Linked DNA regions of Mus musculus: region 2 is linked to region 1. A link is a contact called in public promoter capture Hi-C data. All regions are on one chromosome and are shown on one strand. The core of a region is the stretch at or near the end of the contact, and the rest is flanking DNA. Distances in the headings are between cores, read along the strand shown.

Region 1 (7,393 bases), core at 2,896-5,395:
GAAAGTTCAATTTCTGTTTCTGTATTTGTCCCTGTATGCATTAGTTACATTTTGTGTAGGCAGGATACATACCTGACAAAACACTTGGGAGATGGTGAATTTGTTTTGGCTCATAGTTTAAAGTTATTAAATAAGTTTATTCATTTTATCATATGTGTATGAGTGTTTTACCTGCATGTATGCATGTACAAGGTATGAATGCCTGCTGCCCAAGGAGGTCGGAAAGGAGGATCATATCTGGAAGTAGGGTTATGTGAGCTTCCATGTGGGTGCTGGGAAACAGAGCTGGGTCTTCCACAAGAGCAACAATTTCTCTTAAGCACTGAACCGTTTCTCAAGCCTTCCATTCTCTTTGCTTTAAAGTGTCCAAATCCATGGTTGCTTGACCTCGTGCTTGAACAGAAAGAACATCATGGTAGCAATAGTGTGTGGAAGAGGCATGTTAGATGATATCACAAGAAGCGGTATGGAGCCAAGAGCTGACCAGAGCAAGACATACCTTGGAAGACAAACTCTCTGTGACTTACTACCTACTACTCTTTAATCAGACCCTACTTTATATAGCTCCATCACTTCCTGATAGTCTATTAAATTTTGAATGTAATAATGAATTAAGCTATTGATTATATCAGTGTCCCAGGATCAGGAAGTAGCCCTCACAGACATATTTAGACATGAATGTTCCTAATCTCTTAGGCAATTCTTAATCCAATGAAATGAACAATCAAAATTAATCATCATAATCAATTTCCTAATGTGTAAAATACTAATGATACCTATTCTGATTATGTTACAAGGTTATTGTGAAGATGGAATAAGCCAACATTACTAGTTTGCTACCTTAATAAGGCAAGTATATTAAAGAATAATTTTATGTATTATCTAATTCCAATAACAGTTATATTAGAAATAGCTTCTGAAAATATTAAAATTCCCTTCAAACAAATAATATTAAATACATTAAAATATATGTAGCTAACAGAAAAGGTACTTAGGGAAATAAATCCAAATGGTTTTAAATTTCATATTAGTTGAATGTCTATTTTGTGCCAAAGAGTATCCTAGGGCTATGACAAACAAAAGTATGAACAGGATATTCACTTGTCAATCAAGGGATGAGAATCTATTCTTATGAACGTCCACTGTATATACAAATATATATAAAGATGTTTTGGTGAATCCTTGGAAGGACCAACTACATAACACAAGAGACATTCTAACTATATCTGGAAAGATTTCAAGAAGAGAGCATTTAACTATTTTTTAAAATTCAAGGGGGGTTTCATTGAACTATGATGGAAAGGAAGGTTTTAAAACAGTAAAAAGGAAACCATTAGAGTATTCCCAGGCATTTATGGTGAATGAATGTAACACTAAAGAGGACTTAAGGCAGCATCATTAACAGACTGGGGCCAATCTGGGCGATATATTACAGTCCCATTTCAGAAAAATAGATGGTTACTATTGTCAGCTTGACAAGATTTAGAGTGGCCCATGAGATAAGCCTTTTGAAATACCTGGTGATTTTTTTTTCTTTCAATTAGGTTTTTTGACCATACATGTACACAATATCTTCCAGTGGCCCAGATATAGGAAAGTCCAAGAGACAAGCTTTTGCTTGTTTACAGCTTGCTTTTAGGTCTTGTTCATCTACTAAAACACTGTCATTGCCACTGCTGCTGCTGAAGTGACATTATCTTCATTGACATCAGAACCCAGCTTCTTTGGGCTCTGAATTCAGACTCTAAACCAGTGACTCTCTCCAGGTCTTCAGTGTCAGATTAGGACTGCTGAAATATCTGGCCTCATGTGGTCTGAGAAACTAAAGGGCTCTTGGTCTCTCCAGTGTGAAGGCAGCTATTGCTGGATTACAATAGGGGGAGGGGGGTGTTTCATTCTGAATTGTGTAAGCCAATTTAATCAATTCGCTTTTGATATAGGTGCACTATTGGTTCTAGTCCTCTGACTAGATAGATAGGTAGGTAGGTAGATAGATAGATAGATAGATAGATAGATAGTTGATAGATAGACATATAGGTGGATAAAACTTTGGAATTACTACAAAAAAGAAGACACAGGAAGCAAAAAGTCTATTCTAGGAAAAGAAAATGGAACTAAATTCCTGGAATTTACAGAGTTTTTCCAAAATTCAGAATAATAAGCAATATTTATACAAAAGCATCTCCATCAATTTTTTTGGAAGCAAAATACAAAATATGTAGGACTAGATATTTATAAAGAATCTTAAACTTACCTGACACTTCTGGGGGTATAGACCAGATGACTATATCAAGTGAGGGATTCCTTCTATATCGTAACACAAATGATGAGATTACATATTTGACACATATAAAGGTAGGAAGAAAAATTTAGTAAAGATATCAGGCTCAATGATAATAATTAGTATTCTAATATCTTCTAAACCTACTTTGTGTGTGTGTGTGTGTGTGTGTGTGTGTGTATGTGTGTATCTGAGGACTAGTTTGTTCCACAGTGCAACAGTCACATGTGCAGATCAGAGGACACCTTATAGGAGTTGATTTTCCTAGGTAGGTTTGAGGCATGGAATTGAGGTCAGCAGGCTTGGTGGCAAGTGCCTTTACTCTCTGAGACATCATGTTGAGCCAATGTCTTAGGGTTTTATTGCTGTGAAAATGCACGACAGAGGCAACTCTTACAAGGGAAAATGTTTAATTGGAGCAGGCTTACAGTTTCAGAGGTTCAGTCCATGATGATTCATATCGGGAAGCATGGCAGGTGTGCAAGCATATATAGTGTCGGAGGAGCCAAGAGTTCTAAATCTTGATCTGAAGGCAGTCAAGTAGGAGACTGGATGTGTTTCACACCGGGCGTAGGTTGAGCATTTGAAACCTCTAAACGCCTACTCCACAGTGACAGACTTTCTCCAGTAAGACTACATCTCCTCCATCAAGGCCATACCTCCTAATAATGCTACTCCATCCAGGACTATGGGAGATGTTTTTATCGAAAACATCACAAAATCCCAGTCATTTAAATGTTGCAAGTAGATTTTAGAGCGGGCAGTGGTGGCACATGCCTTTAATCCCAGCACTTGGGAGACAGAGGCAGGCAGATTTCTGAGTTCAAGGCCAGTCTGGTCTACAGAGTGAGTTCCAGGACAGTCAGGTCTATACAGAGAAACCGTCTCCAAAAAAAAAAAAAAAAAAAAAAAAGCCAAACAAACAAACAAAGAATTACTGCAAGAATTACTGTTCACACGGAAGTTGTTACTACTTAACAGTAATTACTGTTATGAATTATAATGTAAATATTTGTGTTTTCCAATGATCTTAAGTGACCCCTGTGAAAGCATCATTTGACTCCCGCAAAGGGATTGTAACTCACAGGTTACAACAGCTGCTAGGTAATAAGTTGTATTGCAATTGTGTTCTTCCTCTGGTGTGATCTGCAATCACACCTAGAGCACAGCTAAGCAGGTCTATGGCCAGAACTATAAGACCTCTTGCTACCAGCCCATGTAAATGAACCTCTTGAAAGAGGATCCCCTAGCTACAACCAAACCTACCTTGTAACTTTTAGAGAACTGGGGAGCCAGAACCACCCAGCTGGACTTTGCCAACTTCTAACTCACAGAAATTTCTAAATAATAAATGATGTCATTCTTTAGATAGCAATAAACAATACAGAGGTGAAAGGGAAAGGGCTATTTCAGACTTTTCTCCATCAAAGGACAGAGATCAGAAATGAATTTTAGTTAACAGAATATAGAGTCCAGACAGTCCCGAGTCTGATGTAGACAAATGTAACCATTCATCATCCTACACTGGAAAGCCAACTAGACAAATCTCCACATTTAGTTTTCCACTTTTACTTCAGTACAGTGCTGGGCTTTTATGAAACCGCAAACTTGACGTTGTTTTAATGTGATCGATTTCAGCTCAAAAAGTATGGGCTGAGTAGTTCGAACGTAGTTTTTAGTCTTCAACTCCCAGTTTCCTGAGTTTTTACACTGAGCCGGGTTCTGTGACTCCTTTCACTGTGCACTGGCTCAGGAAATACCGATGACACAAGTGTGAGACCTGCAGAGCCCTGAGTTCTGTGGGCTGCCTGGATCCCAGAGCAGAGTCCGCACCACCTAGGCGTGGCCTGGCCGCAGATGGGCGGGGTTTGCTGGTGGGCAAGCCTAGGCTGGGCGGGGCGGGGCGCGCGGGAGATTTGAACTTCCCGCCCAGTGTGGGTCAGCAGGAAAGTGAAGTTGCCTGGTTGTTTTCCAGTCAGGCCTTGCAACTAGCAGGGGTTCCGGGCGGGCTACAGAGATGGTGGAAGGGCCAGGGTGTACACTGAATGGAGAGAAGATCCGGGCACGAGTGCTACCGGGGCAGGCGGTGACTGGTGTGCGGGGCACAGCTCTGCAGAGCCTCCTGGGCCCTGCCATGTCCCCTGCCGCCTCCCTGGCTGATGTCGCTACCTCGGTAAGTCAGTCCTGTGTCCTGCTTGGAAGCTGCAGCGGGAAGTGGAGTAAAAACACCACCCAGGTTCTGGGATCCCCAATCTACTCTGGTTCCCAAGACCTAGAGCCTGTGTTTCCCGACATTTATTTAACCTGAGAAGTGAGTCTTAGCTCTAGCAGCTGTCTAACAGTGCCAGTGCTAGATCCACCGAAGGCGTTTTGTTCCAACCCTGTTAACAGGCAGTCAGCAAAAGATGCTTTCTGCTGTTTACCGTCTACATTCACTGACGTTATCATCGGATTTGTGCGAAGTCTGGTATGTTTTTCTTTCCACGTTGTAAGACTGAACTCGTAACATAGACTTTTAGCCCTTTTCCAGCCCCAAATTCTGCAGTTGATCAGTAGTATATAATTCTAACGTTGCACATGGAAAATTTAGCACGAACATCTCACTCAGCTGAATATTGCCATCTAATGAAGGGGCAGTAAAAGCTAGTTCTGGTTTCCTTAAGTGAATTTATTTCTTTTGAAAGCAAATCGTAGCACAGTTTGCCACTCAGGCATACATTGCTGATGGCTGGATAGTCATTTGGTAAGAACTTAGAACTATACTAAAAATATTCTGATTAAACGACCAGGCTTTTAAGGCCCTTTAGATGTGTGGTTAATTGTATTTCATGGATACATGCAATATTGTGCTGTTCTTCAATTTCTCCTGCAAAGCTCCCTCATAGCCTTTGGTCTAGGAAAGAAGTTGTCTGTTATGCAATTAGCATATGCTCCCAACTTGAAAGAAACAAGGAAGATGTATTTTCAAGCTGAGGGAGGAAAAAAAAAAAGGTTTGGATCTTTTAACAGTTATGCTTTTATTTATTTTGACTTGGTGTGTCAACAAGTGCTCTGTACTTTTTAAAAAATTATGTTTCTCGAAATTATTTCAGAGTACTATAGAGATCTATGCTAATGGTTTCTCTAAAGTATTAGTTTTGACGAAGATCACTCATTCAGCAAAATTTTGCATACTCTCAAAGTACAGGAGGGTGAAAATACATTTGTCTTTATGTTGTAGCTGGGAAAATACATGGCCATTCAGTAAAGGGTAACACAGTGAAGTACAAAGTGGTAAGTTCTCAGAAGTGTGTGGTTCTCTCTTAGGACATACAGAGAGGCCAGGGAAGTCTCCCTATGGTGGTAACAGAGCTGATGTGTAAAGGGGGCATAAGAGATTCAGAGTTCCTGAGATGAAAGTGGCCCATATAGGCAGAAGAATGGTGTTCAAGGGCCTGAAAAATAAACCAGTGTGTATGTAAAGGAAGGAGATCCGAAGATGGCCTGATATTAAAGCTGATGGGAAGATTGTAAAGAACTCCATATACCACAATTGGGACTTTTCAGAGCTGGGTTTTATTTTTGTGCGTATTGTTGTGTGACTGAATGTTGTTGTGTGTGTTACAGCACATGTGAAAGTCAGGACAACTTTTTCTTCTACTCTGTGTGGGTTCCAGGGACCCATATCTTCCGCCTTAGTGTCAAGTGCCTTTGCCTGCTGAGTCGTCTCCAATGGGTCACCTTCCAGGCTTTATCTTGGGCATCATTAGAAACCTTGAATGGTAGTCAAGATTTATTTACAGTTTGGCTAGAACACTGCATATCAAAGAAGAAAACATGAGAGGAAATCTCAAGAAGGTATTGCAGTGACCCAGGTGAGGAGCTTAGGCTCAGCTGCTGGTGGTAGAAATCAGGTGAAGTCAGCCTGCCACTATTTTAGAAATAAATGCTATTGTACTGAGCACTGCGTAAGATCTGAACATCCTCATTGATGCCATGATTTATGTCATTCAACAGTAATGTTGTGTGATAAACACTTTGCTGGTTACTGGTAAAATAAAACCTGTTTTATCTATAAAAGTTTATTCATGGAAAGTTACTATTTATAAAAATAAGATTCCCGTTGCAAGAAACCAAGATTATGTTTTACATAGTCACCTTATTGGCATTTAGAGAAAATAGTATTAATCATTCATTTTAAATTTATTTTAATTATTTTGTGACAAAACGTGAAGTACAGTTAGTCATGAGAAAGAATAATTCCACAATAAAGATCAACCTAATGCTACCAGAAAAGGAGCGTTGGGCTCAAGGTGAATTTAAATCAGTTGAGCACTGTCGCTTGTAGTAAGGTGTTGGGCCAAGGTTTGATCTCCCTTCAGACTTTTATGTATCTGATAGCTACTCTAAAAGTAATAAAAGATTCAGTAATGGAGTGGTTACTGCTTTGTATACCATAAGCCCTATATGTGATAGCGATCCTTATTAACTAAAGAAGTATGACCTTGGGTTTTGGCGGTGTCCTCCACCATTTAAATTTTGTTCACTACAGTCAATTATCTGCTCTGATAATTCTCTTCATTTCTGTGTTCAGATGGCACCAAAGAGTGCATCTAGATAGCCTCATGTAAGTGCTTTATTAATGGTTGAGCAATGATTAGATTCACTTGGCAACACTATACTCACTAAGCTATATTCCACAAATAAATAGCCCTGCATCTAAAGCTATTATGGATAATGCCTTAATAGAAGGAGGAACTAATTATTGGAATAGAGCTGTGTGATTAGAAGGAAGGATCTGCTTCCATTGACATTGGATTGAAAATCAATATGGCATTAATAATGTGGCTTTCAGTAGAATTCTAAATACTCTGTTGTGGCTTGATTTTCTGGGCCTTTGATCTAAAAAGCATAATAATAACCCTTATAAATACCAACAGCCTTTTGCCTTTGAGAGCAATGTTGGATCCATATTAAATTTCATTAAAATATGGACCATTGTCACAAACTTCTGGCAAGATCATTATTGTAACAGATGATCCCTGGTTTCTTAGGCATATTTGCCAAAGAACTAAAGCTATTTAATGTTTCTACTACTGGCTTGAAATGATTAGTTTTCTCAAAGCAGCATTT
Region 2 (7,393 bases), core at 3,007-5,506, 2.9 Mb before region 1:
ACACTTTTAGCTGTATAAATGTAAGTAATTATGGAGGTAGATAGTGGAAATAGTCACTAGCCACTATAAGTCACAAGCCACTATAAATATATTGCATATCATTGACCGGTACATTTTAAACTGAATATACTGATAAATTTTATTTTGTGTGCATTGCTTTACCACAATTGAAAACTTGAAAGACAATTCCATGATTGCGTAAAAACAAAAGAGGAAAATTACCATAACTTGAATACCATGGAAAGATGGTAAAAGTGGTGAGTTTATTTAGTATCCGAGGTTCTTCTCACTTGTTTCTCCACCCCCACCACATCTATAAATAACTAAGAAGTATGGGCAGAAAGGCTAAGTGTGGTTTACTTCTTAAAGCTGGTTTCTTCATTTAAATGTTTAAACAATCCTATATGCACTCTATTCTGGAAGAACGTGTAAATGGATAATTCTAGAACTAAGCACCTTAAATTCATTGCTCAAACTTGAACTGTATATCTGTTTTGTGCCAATAAAGTTGGATAACATTTTGCAAATAAATAAGGATTCCAGTACCTGTCAAACATGGGAAGAAGCACGGACAATTTTATACTGAGGCATAGCCGAAATAGTGCCATAACAAACATGAAGCGAGAATCTTTTGCTCCCACTAAGCTTTTAAAGCTAGTCGGCAAAAGCTGTACTGGTGACGTGCAGTCCAGTGTGTAGAATGAAGCTGGTGCTTGTGGTGCAGGACAATCAAGGGGCTTAGAAAGGGAAGAGACTTGCAAATCTGTACTTGCTAAGAACCAATGAGAATCAAAACAGTCTTGACTTTCTTGTGAAGCATGGGTAGTAAAGGTTATTGTTCTTTTTTAAACCTAGGTCTTTATATAATATACAATAAACCAACATATCTTATTGACTAACAGAATGCTGACTAGATAAAAACAAGTAGATCTAAAACAGGTTTATTTACTTTTTAAAAACCTTTAAATACTATAACTTTCAAGGCCATCAAAATTTTATGTATTGCTATTGTTGACACACTTTAATGTAATTCTATCTTGAAAAGCCCAAGATCATACTTGGGGTGTGTACCCTTGTTTTATTAATTCCCTCTCTCTCCCTTATCAATGTCCCTACTAAAACTGTATTAAATTTATTTTTAATAAACCTTGCTTTATAAGTCTCATCCTAAGTTTCGCTGCTGCTGCTGGTTTGCAGCAAGGTAAAATATTCTGGCTTCAGCTGAGTAGAGGTCTCTAAGGAGTACACCTTGGACTGATATACACAACAACATGGAGTATAGCCTATTCTGTAACCCACTACCACTCACACTTGCCATGTAAATCCTTTTTTAAAAAAATCAAAGCACATTTCCAAAGCACACTTTTCCCACCCCTATTTGATCATATGGGTTTAACAGAAATTTTCCACTGATCTGCATTTTATCTATAACCAGCCCTAGCCTTTTCCTAACTGCTTTCCTTCTCAAAAGCTATCTTCCATACATTTATTTTGACCCAATTTCAGCTATGTAAAAGGGTAAAAGATAACCTCAAACACTCTTTTCAGATTCTCTACCCTTCAGGCAATATTAAATAATATTCTTTAGGATAATTAATATAAAATATTTCTAAATTATTTTTCTGGAGGAGCTGATACTAGTATAATTCACATGTTACTTCAAAATCAGGCTTTTTTTTTTCCTTGTCAGAATTAAATTCTTTTGGACATACTTTGGCTAAGATATTCTTATGTAGTGATTACTTTTAACTGCTAAAAGTTATCAGGCACGGAATTTGTTCCAGGTGCCTCTAAAATGGCTTCCATCGATTTTGCCTCCTGTGTTATCTATCCTCTGCCTCTCTAATGTGGGTTGGGTTAAAGACTCTTAACAAACACACTATGATAGCAGTGATAGGATATCACTTCTAAGATTAGATTATAAAATATAGTTATCTTCCCTCAGTTGGATGCTTTCTCCCAGCTTGTCTGTTGTAGGGGAAATCAACAGCCATACTATACTCTAAGGGGGTTTTCTGAAGAAAACCCACTTAGCGGAGAATCTAGGGCAGCTGGCAACTATGTGCATGCACTTGGAAGTGCACCCTTAGTCCATCTCAGTGCAGTCTCTCAATAGTATCACAAGTCCCAAACACAGCCTAACTACGACCTCAAGAAACAAGCTGAACTACTCTGTTGAACGTTGCCCTGATACTTGACTCAAAGAAACCAAGATAGTACATGTTTGTTGTTTTAAGCTGCATTAAATTTGGGGATAATCATAAACCAGCAATATGAAACTAATGACGATACTTAGGTAATTGTTAATTTAGAAAAACTGTATAAGCAAGAAGTTTCTGAATTAACCTGAAAATAATAAATTTATTTATTGTTCATTCTGAGACCTGCTCTACATTGTAAAAACAAAACAAAAACAAAAACAACAACAACAACAACAAAAACCTTTCACAAAGGTAGCCGGAAGCTCTTCTCGTCGGAGTGAAAGTGCCAAAGTCCAAAGAACCAAAGCAAAGAGAAGAGTACTTAGTGACCTGTTGCAAAACCATACTTCCAAGCCTTTGGAAGGCCAAGAAAAAGGATTGCTAGCTAGGGACAGTCGGGGCTACACAGTGAATTCTGAGCCAGCCTGGAGTACACAGGAGACCTTGTCTCAAAATACAAACAAAAACGGAGTGCAAACACTGACATGAACAACAGTTTGTATTCAATTGCAGTATTGAGGGTAATGAAGAGAATATGGCGCGCGCGCGGGGTGGGGGTCTTTACAAATAAATGTCTCATTTATAAATTAAGTAGTCACAATTATTAATTAGTAAATACAGAACGAAAAATAAACCAGAAATATATCGAGTAAGAATTGCAAACTTCTATGGTTTTTGTCTAGACAATGTGTACTGAGTAATACGATGTGGAAAGTGGAGCGTAGCCACAGAAAAACAAAACGAAAAGGAAAGTGTTGAACCAATTTTACAGTCTGTTTGGAGACTGTAGCAACTAGCAATCAGCGGAGGTCTTAAACTGGATATGTTTGAATTCGTATTAAGGGGACGCCGTAAGAAATGAAGCGTGCCTTGGCATCGAACGACGCTGTAACCACCACAAAAGCAATACGTGAAACTGAAGAAAGTAACCTCCACCGTTTGTCATCTTTCAAGAGGGACGACACCACGTCGCTACCGCGAGTCCCAAATCGACCTCTATACCAATGGCCTAGAAACAGAAGAGACTCACACCCGCCTCTCGATTCTGATACACCATTTTAATAAGCCACCGCTGCTGTCACTCAAAATGTCTCACAGTACCCATTGGTCCTAAACTGTTGCTTGCTGGGCCAGGGCTATCAAGTGGCAAGCATCCCTACCCCTCACTTCGGAGGAGAAAAGTGAGAGCGTCCGGGCGGGCGGAAGAAGCAAGGCATTGGAAGCCTCTGTGCCGACGCGAGTACCTGAGCGACCTGGGATCTCCACCGCCGCCGCGACGACTCGGCCTGTGGGCGGGGGCTGTCAGCCGAGAAGAAAATGGCTCAGCCGGGAACTGGTGCCCAAGCCATGGAGAGGCCTGTCCAGAGCGCACGTGTTCGCGCTGGAGAACACGATGGCTGCGAGGGAACCAGAAGCCGCCCCAGACTCCCGCGAAGTCACAGCACCTCTGCCTGCAGAAGCCCGAGTGGCGGACCTTGCAAGGTTTTGACGTTTCCTATTGTTGCCGGAAGTGACGTCGAGGAGCGGCTCCTTAAAGGAAAAAGATTTCCGTTTTCCTCATTCAGATTCGCCAAAAAGTCTTTACTTTTCCGCTTCTCATTCTGAACTGCTTTGGCCATCAAAATTATGCTAATTTGAAATGTGACATTCAATAAAAGACATGTAATTGATAAGACTTTAACGACAGTAGAGTATCCTGAAGAAGCTGCGCGAACGGAGTGTGGAATCTGCATCTAGGAATGCCAGCATTTGGGGCAGCCTCTGGCTCGGAATGTTTAGCCGCTGTTCGAACTCTCGGCTCGAACTCTGAGTTCTAAAAACAAACCGTCGGCACGAGGGGCGACCCGAGGCGCGGGCGTAAGGCTCTGGGGCTGCAGACCCGGTTCCCGCCACGTTCTCGGGTTTCTAGTGCTCCCTTCTTCTTTCTGTGTTGGTACGGTAGCCTTGGGAACCTTTCAGTTTGCTTAGGGGCTGCTGGCTGAGCCAGAGCTCGTGGACCTGCTGTGCTCTGGCTTGGACGAAGGTGGCCCTTCTGCTGTCCTCACCGAGGTTCCTGGGTTGTAGGCGAATGATCAGGTCTACCTTTTCATCCCTTTAAATTTAGAGGCAGAAAGGGAATTCGAGATGGGACTTGCTTGTGTACCAGCTGGTATGGTTTTGGAAGGCATCAAGTAGAATGAATCGGAGTCTGCCCTCTTTGAATTGTTTTGTAGATGCCTTTAAGTTTCTTTCCGTCAAAAATACATCTAGCTTCAAAAGACTGTCCGGAATAGAAAAAGTACTCCTTCCTTCGTGTTCTCTTTGTTTTCATCTTCATGGTGTCTCCCCCCCCCCAAAAAAAAAAAAAAAAAAGAATTCTCCATCTACTTTGAGGCCTATGATTGCTCTGTATGAAAAGAAAACTAATTTTAACATATGTATTCTAGACTTACTGCTACACTAGACTGTTTTACAGAATTATTTGCAAGCATTTTAACAATGTTTTATGCGTGAACACAGCGGTTCCCTCATCGGATCTTACAACAGCATTTTCCTAGTATCTATTACGGAGAGATTTTGTAAGTTTAGTTTCTACAGATTTGTATCCCTTTATCTTAAAGTTTGTCTTTTAGATATGTCAAGCGGAATTTCAAAATCCTAGCTATCCACTGTGATTATTAAAGGCTAGTTACTTTATCCTGGGCAAAATGATTTTGGAGTCCTGTGACATGTTTTTAAAGACCTGTAGCAGCTACGAAATTGAGCTGGGTTTGAAACAAAGTATCTTAAACTGCAAAGCTGGGGGACTAGCTCAGTGGTAGAGCCATTGGGTATGCCAAGATCCTGAGATCGGTTCCGTTCCCCACCAAAGCCATCTTGTGCGGTGCTCACAATGTCTTCCAGCAATTCGGTTGGTGGATTTGATTTGTTCCTAACTCTTCAGAAAGCTAGGTAGACCAGTGAGACCTTAATGATTGAATCTGTATATGGTCTTCATTTAATATCCTGTGATAAGTAATATAAAGTGAAAATGCTAATTTTTAAGTAACAGTTTAATTTTATCTCAGATTAATTATGGTCAAGTGTAAAGTATGTTTCAGTACTTGATTAGCTTCAATTCATAGTAATAATTTTAGTATTTACTAATTAAAAAACACTAGGAAAGCCTTTCTTGAAAACATACTTCTATGATCTTGTTTTTTTAAAAATACCTTTATGTTTTTCTCTTCTGTCATATCTTTTCCCTCCACCTACAGATACAAGCTGTACTTGAATCTTACTCTTCTTTAAAATGTTTATTGTGCTGGTAATGAAGAGGATGTGTTCCTGGGGCATACTTTAGTGTCCGAAATTTCATTACCAGAAGTAGAAATAATGTAAAGATAAATGCCTTCTATGATACCAGCAAAAGAAAAGGTAGCACCGAGTATTGGATAAAATTGCATGTCCTGGGAAGATAGGATATGTACAAAACTAACAATTGTGTTGTCAGATGGGTCTGGAAACTAAAACAAGATCAGACCTGCAATCTTAAATCCCAGGCACAGTGTTTGTAGTTACAGCAGAGGCTAGAGTAGTTCCCCTGTCACCTTTCTTAGGCAATAAAGGTTGGTCTGGGAAGTCTGTCTTAACATATCTGTATGTCTTTCTAGCCCCGGCATCTGGAAAGATGGGAAATAAGCCTTACTGTTTTGACCAGTATGTTGTATAATTTAATTTTAGGATTTCTTTCCCCGTCCCCCCCCTAAAATCCTCATTGTCTAAATATCTTACTATTTAGTAGGTAATTTGGTGTTTCAAACATGCTGACCATAGCATCAGTGCAAGGATACTTAAAGTACATTCAGCAGCTCGCTCCGCAGGAGCAGACTGCGAATGGGGTGCTATGCCACGGACATGGAATAGGTGCCCAAGTCTAGAGAAATGGCCACAGAAGTGATGGTGGCCCAGGCTTAGAATTCTGCACATTGCCAGCTTTATATACTTCTCCTGACCTATACAGACGCAGAGGTGTCTGGGCAGGGGTGATTATATGTCAATCGTTGCTGAAATACAGCCCATGAACAAAAACCCCTAAGTATAGTTCATCTAATTCTTGAATTGTTCTTTTTTTCTTTTTCTCTTTCTTTCTTTCTTTCTTTCTTTCTTTCTTTCTTTCTTTCTTTCTCAGTGATTTCATTTTAAAGGAGCTTCAGTTTCAGAGAATCTCTTTTCTCCAGGAACTCTTGTCATTTTCTTGAGCAAGATATTAGTGAACTATGAGTTTGGTTTGGTTTTTAATATAAGCATCTCTAATTGGCAACTACATGAAATCCAAACCCTGGGGATAATAACTTAAATCTGTGCTAAATTTATCTTCATTTTTTGGTTTATACTATGTAGGTTTTATAAGCATTCAGGGTAATTAATGATAGCGGCCATTTCAACTTGATATTTTTTTCCAAATGGTACCAGCTATGATTTGAAGGTTAAGTGTCCTCCATAGGCTCATATGTTTGATAACTTGGTTTCCAGCTTGGAGTGCTAATTTGACAGGTTGTGCAATCTTAGGGAGGTGGGACTTAGCTAGAGGAAGTTGCTTGGGGAGTGAAAATGCCTTAAGATGGTAGGTAGCCTGATACCAGTTCTCGGCTGTCCTTCCTCTGGTCTGGGGTAATGTAGGCTAGCAGCTACTGTGCATTCCTGCCACCTTGTGCTGCTTGTCACCATGTCATGATGGCTTCTACACTGTGAGGATCCATAGCCCCTCAGGCATTGAGCCAATAAGTCTCCTTTTCACTGAGTAAAGATTATAGTCCATTATCATTCAAGGTAAAACATTTGGGAGAGTGCTAGATGAAGTACATTGGAAGAACATAAATACAAGACATACTTATGTGTTTTGAAAGGAAAAAGTAGAGGATGAGGTTGAAGCCAAGTTTGCACTTAGGGTTGAGAGTTGGCACAAGGCAGTAAGCCCTTAACCTGCCACAGAAGTGCTAAGTTCTGAGGAGTGGAAGTAGGTGGTGTGACCTGCTGGGGAGACATACAGAGTAGATGAAGGAGATGTGTGCACAGTAGAGCAGAGCAGCTTCCCAAAGTTCACTGTTCACCAGACTTCATCATTTCGTTTTTAGATGAGAGGCTGTAAGATTATTTGAGAGTTGGAGCTGAATCGGAATATAATGGCAACAGGTGACTTAAAGAGAAGCTTGCGGAAGCTAGAACAAGTG

Evidence for each region. Promoter capture Hi-C pulls out the DNA fragments that hold promoters and counts their contacts.
Region 2: a contact with region 1 is called in a promoter capture Hi-C map of pre-B cells. The contact joins the promoter of Cep44 here to the promoter of Neil3 in region 1. A contact is called at or near these places in 3 of 39 promoter capture datasets (hematopoietic stem and progenitor cells, liver and pre-B cells), 1 of 115 datasets of contacts at active chromatin or transcription factors (large pre-B cells) and 1 of 9 other capture datasets (adipose tissue).

The regions. Positions count from the first base shown.
Region 1 is chr8:53,635,817-53,643,209 of GRCm38.p6, reverse strand. It overlaps Neil3 (nei like 3 (E. coli)), which reads left to right and starts at 4,145. Exons shown (of 10, transcript NM_146208.2): 1 at 4,145-4,454. The coding sequence starts at 4,299.
Region 2 is chr8:56,547,429-56,554,821 of GRCm38.p6, reverse strand. Cep44 (centrosomal protein 44) reads left to right here and starts at 4,256. Exons shown (of 11, transcript NM_001009951.1): 1 at 4,256-4,277; 2 at 7,298-7,393. The coding sequence starts at 7,346. Fbxo8 (F-box protein 8) reads right to left here and starts at 3,668. Exons shown (of 6, transcript NM_015791.4): 1 at 3,446-3,668.